Regions from separate parts of the Hordeum vulgare genome. Here region 1 is linked to region 2. The links are chromatin contacts, called in public Hi-C maps. All regions are on one chromosome and are shown on one strand. The core of a region is the stretch at or near the end of the contact, and the rest is flanking DNA. Distances in the headings are between cores, read along the strand shown. Region 1 holds the start of LOC123409743 (cinnamoyl-CoA reductase 1-like). Region 2 has its middle 42 kb from the start of LOC123409743.

Evidence for each region. A called contact is a pair of places that touch in the nucleus more often than the background predicts.
Region 1: a Hi-C map of leaf shows a contact between it and region 2, with 3 times the contacts expected there. The contact joins the promoter of LOC123409743 here to the enhancer-like site in region 2. A contact is called at or near these places in 2 of 6 Hi-C or Micro-C datasets (leaf and seedling).

Annotation. Positions count from the first base shown.
Region 1 is chr7H:59,730,093-59,736,528 of MorexV3_pseudomolecules_assembly, reverse strand. LOC123409743 (cinnamoyl-CoA reductase 1-like) reads right to left here and starts at 5,084. Exons shown (of 5, transcript XM_045102604.1): 1 at 4,852-5,084; 2 at 4,605-4,759; 3 at 3,820-4,008; 4 at 3,362-3,720; 5 at 2,767-3,179. The coding sequence starts at 4,987. The coding sequence ends at 2,993.
Region 2 is chr7H:59,686,827-59,692,986 of MorexV3_pseudomolecules_assembly, reverse strand. No RefSeq gene overlaps it. Among protein-coding and RNA genes, the nearest start is that of LOC123409743, 42 kb to the left of the region's middle. Within about 2 kb of position 2,971, at least 2 of the 3 cell types and tissues checked have open chromatin away from gene starts, as enhancers often do. A contact at or near this core is called in leaf, where this site is marked.

The DNA.
Region 1 (6,436 bases), core at 3,835-6,334, 41 kb before region 2:
CCCAGTGCCATCCGAAAACACCACTTGGGTCAAAAGATTCCAGAGATAAGCTCTCGCGAACCTCTCTACAACAACCGGACTAACATCCTTTGGGCACCTGCGAAAATGTTTCTGTATCCAAGAGAACAACACACCGGGTGGCCTAGGATCCTTCTTAGTTTCATCAGTCCATGGCTCGGGTTCAACACCAATCAATGCTACAACCCGTTGTCACCACCCATCTGACCTAACCTTCCCTGTAAGAGCCCTGCCCTCGATAGGAATCCCAGTGATCATAGCAATATCCTCCAAGGTTATGCTCATCTCACCAAGAGGAAGGTGAAAAGAGTGCGTCTCCGGCCTCCAACGGTCCGTAAGTGCGGTTAGGGCCGTGGCATTCAACCATGGTGGCGTGCCTTTAAAGTTGAGCACAAATTGAAGAAGATCCATTCTTTTAAAATAAGGCTCGTAATGAGGGTCATATAAAAGCGGATTGTGCCCCCTCAAACGAAGTAGTGGAGGAACCTAAACAAACAAACGCATACTTTGTTAGTTGACTCAACTTGTCACAATATAAAAATCATGGAGTATAGAAAAATAATCATCAACACCATCATAATTACCTCTCCTCTTTCAACTAGCACCGCGCGATGCTTCTGCTCGTAGTACTCATCAAGACCCGGATATTTATCCGGCTGAAACTTCCTACATAATATGAACAAAATTCTTACCGGCCTCTTCGAATAATATGAACTAAACCTAGGCATAAACCTAATGCGAATAATATGAATAAAACCTAGGTTATACCTATAGCCACCAAAAACTACACCTAGAGACACCATAAACTACACCTATTAACAATCACAAAATAAATTTTACTTCAAAACATAGGTACACCCAGTGCAAGAAAAAGCTACACACATACAAAGTCATTGCAAAAACTAATTGTAGGGATTGGAGGAGCTTACTGACCTCTTCGATTTGCCCCAAAGAACCAACAAAACGGTTGGGGAGGAGGGAGATCGAAGGGGTGATCTGGAGGAGGAGGGAGAGCTTTTTCATGGAGAGGAAGAAGGAAAGAACAGGAGGTGGGCAAAGGGGCGGGCGCTGGGCAGTTACATAGCCCCCAGAAACGCCAGCGTCCTTGGCATTTGAGAGCCCCCCCAGAAACGCCAGCCTCCTTGGCGTTTCACATAAGGCCATCAACGTCCAGTAGACTAGCGTTTCACATAAGGCCCGCAACATCCAGTGGACAGGAGTTTCACATAAGGTCTGCAACGCCACTGTTTCTGACGTTTCTAAAAGGGTCAGATCGTGAAAAACTTTCAGATCAAGTTTATTATGTGCATTTTTTTCGTCTCGTGGGTCAAAACAGTAAAAAACCCCTTCTCGCAGAGACATGGTCACAGGGACCACATAGGCGTGCAACTTATGGTGACGTGCGGCCTTTAAGAACCTACAAGCTTCGATATATGAATGCCAACTTTTATGAACGAGAGTTGCTGCATATAGTACATTAATGGGGCTTCTATTTGACGCAATTTGGGTCAAATAGGTATCTCACGCATGCAGTGAATCCAGATTCGGCCGGCCCATGGTGGAGCGATCGCGTCCGCGCTGTAGCGTCCGTACCGGGACAGCCTATCTTTGGCTTGCCATCAACTGGACCGGCCCATTTTATTTTTTTGTTTAGAAAAATCTAATAATTGTTTTCCTATTTTTTTTTCAAATTTCGGGATTTTTTTCAAATTTCGGAATATCTTTCAAACAAATTTCAGAACTTCTTTGAAAAAATCCGAAACATTTTTATAAAATCCAGAACATTTTTTCAAATTCTGGATATTGTTTCAAATTTACGAACATTTTTTCAAATTCCAGAGCATTTTTTAAAATTTCAAAACATTTTTTCAAATTCTCGAATATTATTTCAAATTCCTGAACATATTTTAAAATTCCAGAAAGGACAAGGACAGTTGTGGATGATCTTCATCATAACCAAACATGTCAAATTTTGATAGCCCAGTGACATGTTAGTAGTGATGGAGTAGCCATACGATGTTTGTAATACGGTTACGTATTTTTTTTAGAAAAGGAGGATGACCCCCGGCCTCTGCATCTGAAAGATGCATGCGGCCACTTTATTGATTATTCTCGAGTACCTTATAAAGTATTATAATAATATGTCTGAATCCGTCATCGTAACAACATCTGCCGCTACTTCTATCCATATGATGAAAGGGTGCTAACTGAGCCAAAATACTCAGACCACTCATCTAAGCCTAACAACAAAAGCCGAAAGCCCCAGCCGAGCCACATACCGGGTTTGAGGCATAAACCGGTCTGACGCAGCCACATACGGTTACGTAATAGTTATATGGGTTGTATGAATTTAAGATATGAGATTTGAGATGTCCGAATGAGGTTTGCAAGGTCGGATGCTCTTACGGCTAGTACAACTTTGGTGGCTGGTGTTTGAGTGCTGTCGCTGCGGTTTGTTCTTCCGAGGGCGCCACAAGTACGGCGGGAGGTCTGCTAGCCCAGATCACCGTCCCCTCGAGCCCAGAGCGAGGCATGGATGCAGGTGGTGACCGCGCCGAGCCGGACATTGGGGCGGCCACGGTGCTGCTTGAATGACTGATTAAGCAGGTCCTCGGACGGCGTCGCCATGGCTGGCTGGACAAAAGGACCTTTCACTTCCAGTAAAGCAAAAGAAGCTACGCGAGGGCAATCGATCTTGAGCGAGTCAATTCGTTTCAAAGGATCCGGAGCGAGTCGTAAATTCTCGAGTACGCAAATCAGGGGCACAACATTCCATTTCAAGATTTCAGCTCCTTCTCCAATTCGGAGAACATAACTGCATGCCAATTAAAGTTCAAACTGTTGGAGCAACAGCTAGCTGACAGCAGAATGACATGCCAATACGGCAATACATAGCTGAAGGCTTTCACCCATGATCCATGGATGGATGGATGCTTCTGGATTGCTATAAGAAGTACTGTAGTGTACCACACTTTCAGTTGATCTCTTTCATCGCCGGCTGTGCCGGGGCAGGAGGGACCGGGAGGATGCCCTTCTCCTGGAAGCTGACGACGGTGTCGTAGAGGCACTGTGCCACCGGCGTGAACTCGAGGCCCAGCTCACGGAGCCGCCGGTTCGACATCTTGTACGGCCGCTTCCTCGGGTTCACCGAGTCAGAGCACCTGCGATACATTACCATACATTAATTCATAAATTGTAACACGACTGAATTTTTTATGACCGTCCATGTCACCAAATCAATCAGAACTCTTGAGACTTCAACGCGACAACATTAGCTAGCGCGTGTGTTGACATGTTTGGAACAAAGACAGGGACGCTGCGATGGCCGATTAGTGCTACTGACCTGCTGGGGATGGGGTACTCGGGGAAGAACTTGCGGAGGATGGTGACCACGTCCTCCCGGTGGAGCACGGCGCCGTCGGCCACGCACAGGTAGCGCCCGGCGGCGGCGGGGGCCTCGAAGACGAGGACGTGCGCGGCGGCGGTGTCGCGGACGTGCACGTACGCCTGGACGGCGTTGGCGTACGTCTTGGCGGAGCCGTCGAGGTACTTGAGCACGTGCGTGAGGCTGGCGTTCACCGCCGGCTGCAGCGCCGGGCCCTGCACCAGCACCGGGTTCACCACCACTAGGTCCACCCCGCGCGCCGCCGCCGCCTCCCATGCCTCCCGCTCCGCCACCGTCTTCCCGTAGCAGTACCAGTTCTGACATACGCACACACAACAGAATCAGCCACGAGCCGCCGGCGACCATGGCGGGCCGGGTGCATGCAAAATCCTCCGTGTACGACGACGACGACGTACCTTGGTCTTCTTGCAGAACTCGAGGTCGCTCCAGCAGGACTCGTCGACGACCGCGTCCGGTGCGCGGCTGGGGTCCATGGCGACGGCGCCGATGGACGACGTGAGCACGACGCGGCGGACCGTGCCGGACTCCGCCGCGGCGTCGATGACGTAGCGCGTGCCCCTCACCGCCGGCTCCACCATCTCCTCCTGCAAAGCCAAAGCACGCACATCAAGACTAGACGATAACTGGTTACATGCAAAGCCAAAGCAAGCACGCACGCGCAAGCAAGCACAGCAAGCGCGCAAGCGTCCATGCATGCATGCATGATTGCATGCCATGCTACTGCTGATACTACACGAACGACTTTGACCAATGGTCGTCCATCACTGAAGGGTGGGGCCATGCATGCGCAAGCAGTCCTCTGTGGATACTGGTTACAGTTGTCCAGTCCAGCCAGAACAGAAACGGAAAAGTAAATACGTACTCCCTCCGTTCCTAAATATAAATAACTTTTAAAGATTTTATGAACTATATATGAAGTATAATGAGTGAATATGTCTATATACATTTATATTTAGTTTCCTAGTAAAAAAAATTTAAAAAATATATTTATATATTTAGTTTTGTAGTAAAATCTTAAAAAAATATTTAGAAACAGAGGGGGTAAATTTGACGGCGTCCCGAATACTCGCAAGCGTTATCGAATCCTCGGAATGCAATAATGGCTTAATACTATACAAATTTGGCAAAACTCTTGATTTAGAGCGCACTAATTTCTCCGGGAAAAAAGGATTAAACGTACCGGGTCGTCGGTGACCGGCGAGGCGGTGTGGAAGACGCCGTGGCAGCCGGCGATGGCGGCGCGCAGCGCGTCGGCGTCGAGCAGGTCGGCCTTGCACAGCACCAGCCGCTCCGCCGCGCCGGCGAGAGCCCTCAGGTGCGCGTTCTTGGCGTCATCTGCACGCGCACGCACGCACGCTAGCAATCAGCACGACGGCGCATCACAACCAACGACCTTCGCCGCCGTCGTATGCAGAGTATGTACGTACCTGGGTTCCTGACGGTGCCTCGCACGGCGTACCCCTTCTCCAGCAGGAGCTTGACGATCCACGACCCGATGTAGCCGCCGGCGCCGGTCACGCACACCGTCTGCCCGTGTCCCGTGGCCTCGCCGCCGACGGTCATGCTGGCTCCTGGCTGTGTTGGTGAGATGAGAAGAGCGTATACCCAAGCGCGTGTGCAGTGGGAAGCGCTGCTCTCTCACCGTGTGCGTTTGGTAGGTATTTATAGAGGAGCGCGTGTGTGTTTGGTGGCGGAGGTGGACTCGACGGAGACAAACCCGACGTCTCCCTCCGGCTAGCAGCAACACTACCAGAACGGATGTCATTTCTCTCTATCGGCTGGCTGGGATTCTTACTACGACACCGGGTTCTACCGCAACCTACTACAGCAGTACTTTTTGATGTTTTCATTCACGCTCTTTGACACTGTCCAGACTCCAGACTGGTGACGCACATAGGGGGCACGTTTCCGGATCGACCGGGTACTAGTTTGCGTGCAAAATTGACAGAAATGACCTCGAAAAAAAAACTCACGGAAAATATTTCACTCGTCTGACCCTTTTGTGTGACGTCCGACACCTAGACGCCACACTACACTATGTGACGCCTAGCCGTTCGGAGACACACCCCCCGACCACCTGGCAGGGAGGGCCCACCCCCCAGGCCGTGTGACGCCTAAGCCTCACGCGTCACACATTGTAATGTGTGGCGCCGAACGCTTAGGCGCCACACATTGACTTAACTGGCCACGGCTCAGCCCCCTCCCCATTCCCCTCCCTCATTCAAACAGTAACTGCAACGGCGACGGCTGGCTCTCTTCGAATCCCTAATCCCCTCCCCCATCTCCTTCAGATCTGGTGATTTCTTCCTTGGATTGATCCCCCAAGGTAATCTCTGTTGAAATTATGCCCTAGAGGCAATAATAAATATAGTTATTATTATAATTCCTGTATCAAGATAATAGTTTATTATCCATGCTATAATTGTATTGAATGAAGACTCATTTACATGTGTGGATACATAGACAAAACACCGTCCCTAGCATGCCTCTAGTTGGCTAGCCAGTTGATCAATGATAGTCAGTGTCTTCTGATTATGAACAAGGTGTTGTTGCTTGATAACTGGATCACGTCATTAGGAGAATCACGTGATGGACTAGACCCAAACTAATAGACGTAGCATGTTGATCGTGTCATTTTGTTGCTACTGTTTTCTGCGTGTCAAGTATTTATTCCTATGACCATGAGATCATATAACTCACTGACACCGGAGGAATGCTTTGTGTGTATCAAACGTCGCAACGTAACTGGGTGACTATAAAGATGCTCTACAGGTATCTCCGAAGGTGTTAGTTGAGTTAGTATGGATCAAGACTGGGATTTGTCACTCCGTGTGACGGAGAGGTATCTCGGGGCCCACTCGGTAATACAACATCACACACAAGCCTTGCAAGCAATGTAACTTAGTGTAAGTTGCGGGATCTTGTATTACGAAACGAGTAAAGAGACTTGCCGGTAAACGAGATTGAAATAGGTATGCGGATACTGACGATCGAATCTCGGGCAAGTAACAT
Region 2 (6,160 bases), core at 1,722-4,221:
TTTGAATTTTTAAAAAAATAGTACACCTTATATTTAAGAACGAAGGAAGTATTAATTGTCATAATGAGTATATTAAAGGGCCCGTGTTTTAGTATCACCTCGAGTCCCAAAATTTCAGGACCGGGCCTGTTCCTAACTTCAAGGGATCGATCAAGGATTATCAGGTGTTCAATTGCAATAAGGCATGGGATACAGGACCGCACGGTAGGCGTGATGGGCAATCTTCAAAACATTGAAAAACAAACTACAGTCTTACACACGCACCTCCATTAACAATTTCTTGCTATCTGGGATGACAGTACATTTGTGATATAAACTTTGGGGGAAAAGATGCCCCATTTTCCGACTCAGATCAACTAGCTTGCATGCAAAGGCAAATACGTGAAAATTGCACGGTAAACTCTCCAGTTTTTCTTCGACGAATACAGGTCCCTCATCCGCAAAAAAAAAAAAGAAAAAAAAAAAAAGAAGAAGAAAAAAAAAGAAAAGGGAGATAGAGAGAGAATACAAGTATCGTGGCTGTACGATTTCCAGAGCATGTCTCAGTCGTCAAGCTAGCAAAATATGACCATGCCAACAACGGCCATCACTATCACACCAACCAATAACCAGTGAATCTCGCGTATGTTACAACGTGGTTTCGTAGAGTTGTGGGCGAAACGAGTGCATTATCGATATTGATGTTTTTGGGAATAGGATTATAAAACCTCCTTTGATTGAACCATTTTGGAATGTTTTGCACCACCTTGGTGAGCATGTTTTACCATATATATATTGTCTGCCGAAAACGAGTCTAAAAGCACATGTTCTGAAGTGACAAGGAAATAGGAAGGAGATGCTTTATTTCTAGAGGCCACAAAGATTATAATTTCTAGTGGTATAAGTTCAACACGGCATTTTGAAAATTATGCCTTGTTCATCTTTTTTCCCCAAAGAAACGACAACCTAATGTTTTAATTAATGTTAGAAGAGAGTATCAATTATAAGATTTACTTCCGAGCTGTGCACAAGTCACCCGCCTGACCTACAACTGCTGTTGTATTCTCAGGATTATATGCCATCTGTCCCGCCTTGCGTGCCGCCAACTCCCAAAGACGGAATTCTGGACATTTTTGTATATATAACTAAAATTTACAATTGTCATCTTTGACCGTGAATGCCTGGATGGAAATGTGGGAGGTCATCCTTCCACTCAATCTTTTATTACATAGAAAACCCGTATGTGCAATTGCGTCCTAAGAGCCCATAAGATAATTGCACTAAGAGCCCATAAGACAAAGCCTTGTTCTTCGCTACCCTTAGTCTTCTTCTTTTGTTTTGTACTGCTTGGTTAGTATTTTTTTCTTATACATACTCCACCACATAGATATACTTTACTGGTAAGTTCATGTTTCATCCAAGCATGTTTTAGAACCCACGTAGAGAATAATAATTTGTAAAATGTCAGTTTGTGTTCACAAGGTAGTTTTTCACGGAAGCTTAACTAACATGACATATTTGAGCAGCTAAAAATTATCCATTGTCCATCTCATGACATACATACAATTAAAATTTAACATATTTATCTTCAAATGTGTATTCTCGAATATAAAGTAGTAGCCCCCCTGCTGTCGCCTCCTTCCATGTTTCTAGTTGTGACCCCACAACTCGAGACCTCTCCCATCATTGACATTGTACTTTTGATCCGACTATAGCCATTTGTTGCTACTTCTTGCCCCTTTATTTTCAGGTAAATGTGGGCGGGTTACCGGAATGCAGTATATCCTAGTCCTGATCATCTTCGTACTTGTCAATACAGGGGACACATTATGCCATTTATTAGCAAACCCTTGCCCCTTATGGCTATGAAGCCGCTACTAGTTCACATTTGTTGTCGGACAAAAATAATCCTGGGTATAGTTTCTAGTTTCTAGATCATAAGCTCCGTATTGAATGCTTTGAATGATCTTTTAGTTCACAGTCCTATATTGCGACCTTAAAGTTGCCTTTTAGAGTTGAATAGCAACTTTTTCATATTTTCTAGTCAAAGATAATGAGAGTTTTGAAATTTAAACTCACTAGCTTAGCTTCGCTATACTAGAGCCGAGTTGGGTTACATACATAGTTTTCTCTCTGTTACACCAGAGTCCAAACAAAAAATGAAATATTTTTATTTCTTATGCCAATGAGAAGTTTACTGAATTTTGAAAACATGTGTGTTTCTCTTTTTTACCTTTTTAATACTATACATGCTAGCCAATTTAGTATTTCCTTCGTAAATAAATATAAGAGCGTTTAGATCACTAAATTCTGAACAAAGGGAGTAGTAACTAGTTGGTTTGTTGCCTTTTAACATTAGTGACACACACACACACACACACACACACACACACACACACTTGCAACGTGCACACCCCCCTTGACAATTTCTCGCTGGTATTTTGGACCACAGATTCACAGCCCACTTGTGAAAATGAAGCTTTCGGGGTGGAAAGATGCCCCCATTTTCCGTTCACACCAACCGGCTTGCACACACGGACAAGGAAGTGTTCCTGAAACTCTGCAATAAACTCTTCAGCTTTTCATTCCATGAACGGCTGTACGTTACCAGCTAGGTCAACTCTTCCGTTTTCTCTTCCAGCAATACCACAAGCCTCTACGTTTCAACCGTGTGGTCAGTCCCTCCCGCAGAGCCACACCTCCATTTGTACACGGCAGCTAGCTCAGTAACGTCTTGATAGGTTGCCTTTACCAGTAGAGTGATCCACACACAGCTCCATTGGAGTAGATAGATTGTAGATCTCTTGCCATTTTGGATCACAGTGCACTTGCGAAAAAGGTGGCCCATTGCCCAATCCAACCCAAGTTGCTTGCACGCACGGACGAAAAACTGCAGTAAACTCTTGTGTTTTCTTCGACGCATACTAGTCTCGTGGCTGTAGGTTTCCAGGGGTCGGTCAGAGTCTCGCAGAGCCATGCGTTTCAGTCGTCAAGCCGGCAAAAGACGACCAAGTGGCAACACCGGCCAGGGCTGGACAGTGACCAGTGACTGAATCTGAATCCCCGCATGAGTTGCATTCACTGTGTGGTAAACGCTGGATGCGTGCCAGGGACTACGACTAGCGGCGCTGCTGATGTCGGCTTGCCGTTGAAGGCAACTGAAAGTTGCCTTTCCCTCCTTGCTTTCCTGCTGAGGATGCTTGCCGATGCCGAGGAAAAATCGCCGGATGGACGGACGGACGGGTCGACCAACCCCCGCCGAGAGGGACCCCGTGGCCGGCGTCGACGTCGGCGGCGGTTAGGAAGACGACGCCATTGTGGGTACGGTGAGAGACGGAGGGGGAGGGGTGCTGAGCGAATGCTCTGCTGGGTCGTCGTCATGGCTGTGGGTAGCTAGCTGACCGTGCCAGGAGAGTAAATGTACGCGCTCGTGCCGACTGGGGTTTCTTGGACGGTTTCTCAAGAGAAGAGGAGTAACTGAGGATTACTGACAAATTAAGTTAGCTTTGCTTTCATTGAGGTTCTTCTTGGATGTGAGTAGGTGTGTGTTTAAGATAGATGGCTTACCGCACGTGCAATGTGGTTTGAGGTTTGGTGTGCTGTGTGGTTAGTAGAAGTAGCCGCCAAAAAACCTAGACCTATGGAAACACCCTACCAACTCATCTCCCCGTTGATCCCCTCCTCTGTTTTCACAGCAGGTCCCCTCTCTCCTTGATTTTCAACTATATCTCGACAACTCACCCCGTAACTTTTCGGTAATGCGAAAAATCTAACGCCAGATATTTAAGCATGACAACGTTTTATGACAAAGTAAATATGTGTTTGAGAATAACATGTAAAAAAAAATCTAACTGACCGGTTGTAGCGCCATCCAGGGCAGTTGTACCGGTCAACCCCTGGACGGTTGTACCGGCCCAACACCGGTCCACAACCGGACACGGCTCTGCTTAGCTACGGTTGTTGGGCAGTGGTGGCCCAGTTGTACCGCTTGGGACTTAATCACGCCCAACGGCCATGACAGGTGAAACCTCGGGCCAAGTCTCTGTTTTGGACCGGTTGTTGGTGATGGTTAGTCGGTTGTTCCTCTAAATTAGACAGACCAGCGCCGTCGTGTAAAAACAGCTGTAGCGGTTAGAAAATGTGTGCGTGTGTGTGTGGGGGGGGGGGGCTAGGGGTTTGTTCCTCCTCCCTCTTATCTCTTACCTCTCTCTCTCCACCATTGATGTACTCAAGCTTTCTTGTCTGATCTCTCTCCCTAGCCACCCAAACCTGTTGTCTTGCTAGGGATTGAAGGAGGAGATCTAGATCTACACTTCCACCAAAGGAAAATTGACCCCCCCAAGTTCTTGTGTGGATTTTGTTACTCTTGGGTGTTTGATCACCCTAGACGGAAGATGTCACCTCGGAGCCACATTCCATTGCGGTGAAGCTCCGTGGTTTTATTGGAAGCCTACAATTGAGTTGTGGAGAGAGCCTCAACCTTGTTTGTAAAGGTTCGATTGCCACCTTCAAGGGCACCACTTAGTGGAATCACGACACTTCACATTGTGTGAGGGGGTGAGGAGAAAACGGTGGCCTTAGTGGCATCTTGAGGATCATTGTGCCTCCACACCGCTCCAACGGAGACGTACTTCCCCTCAAAGAGAAGGAACTTCGGAAATACATCTTCTCCTTCATCGGTTCCACTTATGGTTATTTCTTACCTCTACTTGTATTTACTCCTTGCTTATTATTATTGTTGTTAGCATCGTATAGGTTGCACACCTAGTTGCATATCTAGACAACCTATTTGTTGCTAAACCTAATTTGTTGAAAGAACAATTTAAAATTTGATAGTTGCCTACCCCCCCCCTCTAGTCAACCATATCGATCCTTTCAATTGGTATCAGAGCCACACCTCTTTATTAAGGGTTTCACCATCCAAAGAGTATGGTTGACGACAGGGACCGGGTTGGGGAGGTGCCCGAGGGAGCTGTTGCGAACTCGGTCACCCGAGAGGAATTAAACGAGGTCATGTCCACATTTAAATCCTGAGTGGCTATCGAAGTCAAGAAAATGCTTAAGGATTTCCTTGATATTTACAAACCGTCTATCGACCCGTTGTTGGTGGCTAATCCCACAACTTCGGATACGGGGGGCCAATTCCGAAAAGGAAAATGGTAGTGGTGAAAAAGATAAAACACCTCAAGGAACGAGTGGGGCAAATGCCTTTGCCTCACTCCCTCCTACAATGGTCTATGGAGGACCGGTTCACCCACCGCATATTATTAATCTAGGTCCTCAACCAAAGCTTGTTAAGAATGATTTTGCTAACTGCCTTTTTCGTATAAAGGCTCATTTGAATCACAGCTCAACACAACTTTGGAGAATCATCGAATAAGGCTACTACCTTCGTGATCCAAGAAACCTCACTCCAAGAGAAGACGTTGACAATCAGCTCAATCACTCAGCCATGTTCGTCCTCCAAGCAGTTGTTCCCATTGAAGATCTTGCACATTTGCGTCCCTTCACTCGTGCCAAAGATTGTTGGGAACACACCATTTCCATGTACAAGGAAGTTCTAGTATTCAACGGTCAAACTATGAAGTGATACTTGATGAGGCCGATGAATTTTTTATGGTTGAGGATGAAGATCCTCGTGAGTTATACCTAAGGGTGACAACCATTGTTGTCGCTCTTCAAGATCATGGAAGCAAGGATGTGGATGAAAATTGGATCAAGCGTAAGTTTCTCAAGGCTATTATGCCCTTCAACAAATCCATGTCCTCCGTCATCCGTTAGAGGCCAGACTTTCACTCCTTGTCTTCAAGCGATGTGTTGATGAGTTTATTGCCATGAACACATTGAACAAGACCGCTGACAATGCTCTTGCTCCTATTTAACAGTCAAGAAAAGACTCTCCCAACCTTGCCTTGAAGGCCAAGCTGAATTGGAGGGAGAGGAGGAAGAAGAAGAGGAATTGTGCCCCCAGGACACCGAGTATGCTTATCACGATCATATGGCTCTTGCATCAAGACAATTTTGGAGTAAGAAGAGAAACTCCAAGCCAAACTTCTCCAAGAACAACTCAAATGGGCCCAAAGGCAAGCAACGTGTGAGGACTTGCTACAATTGTGGCAATGTGAGTCACTTTGTGGCTGATTGTCCTTATGAGAAGAGGGAATACAATGGTGGCAAACTT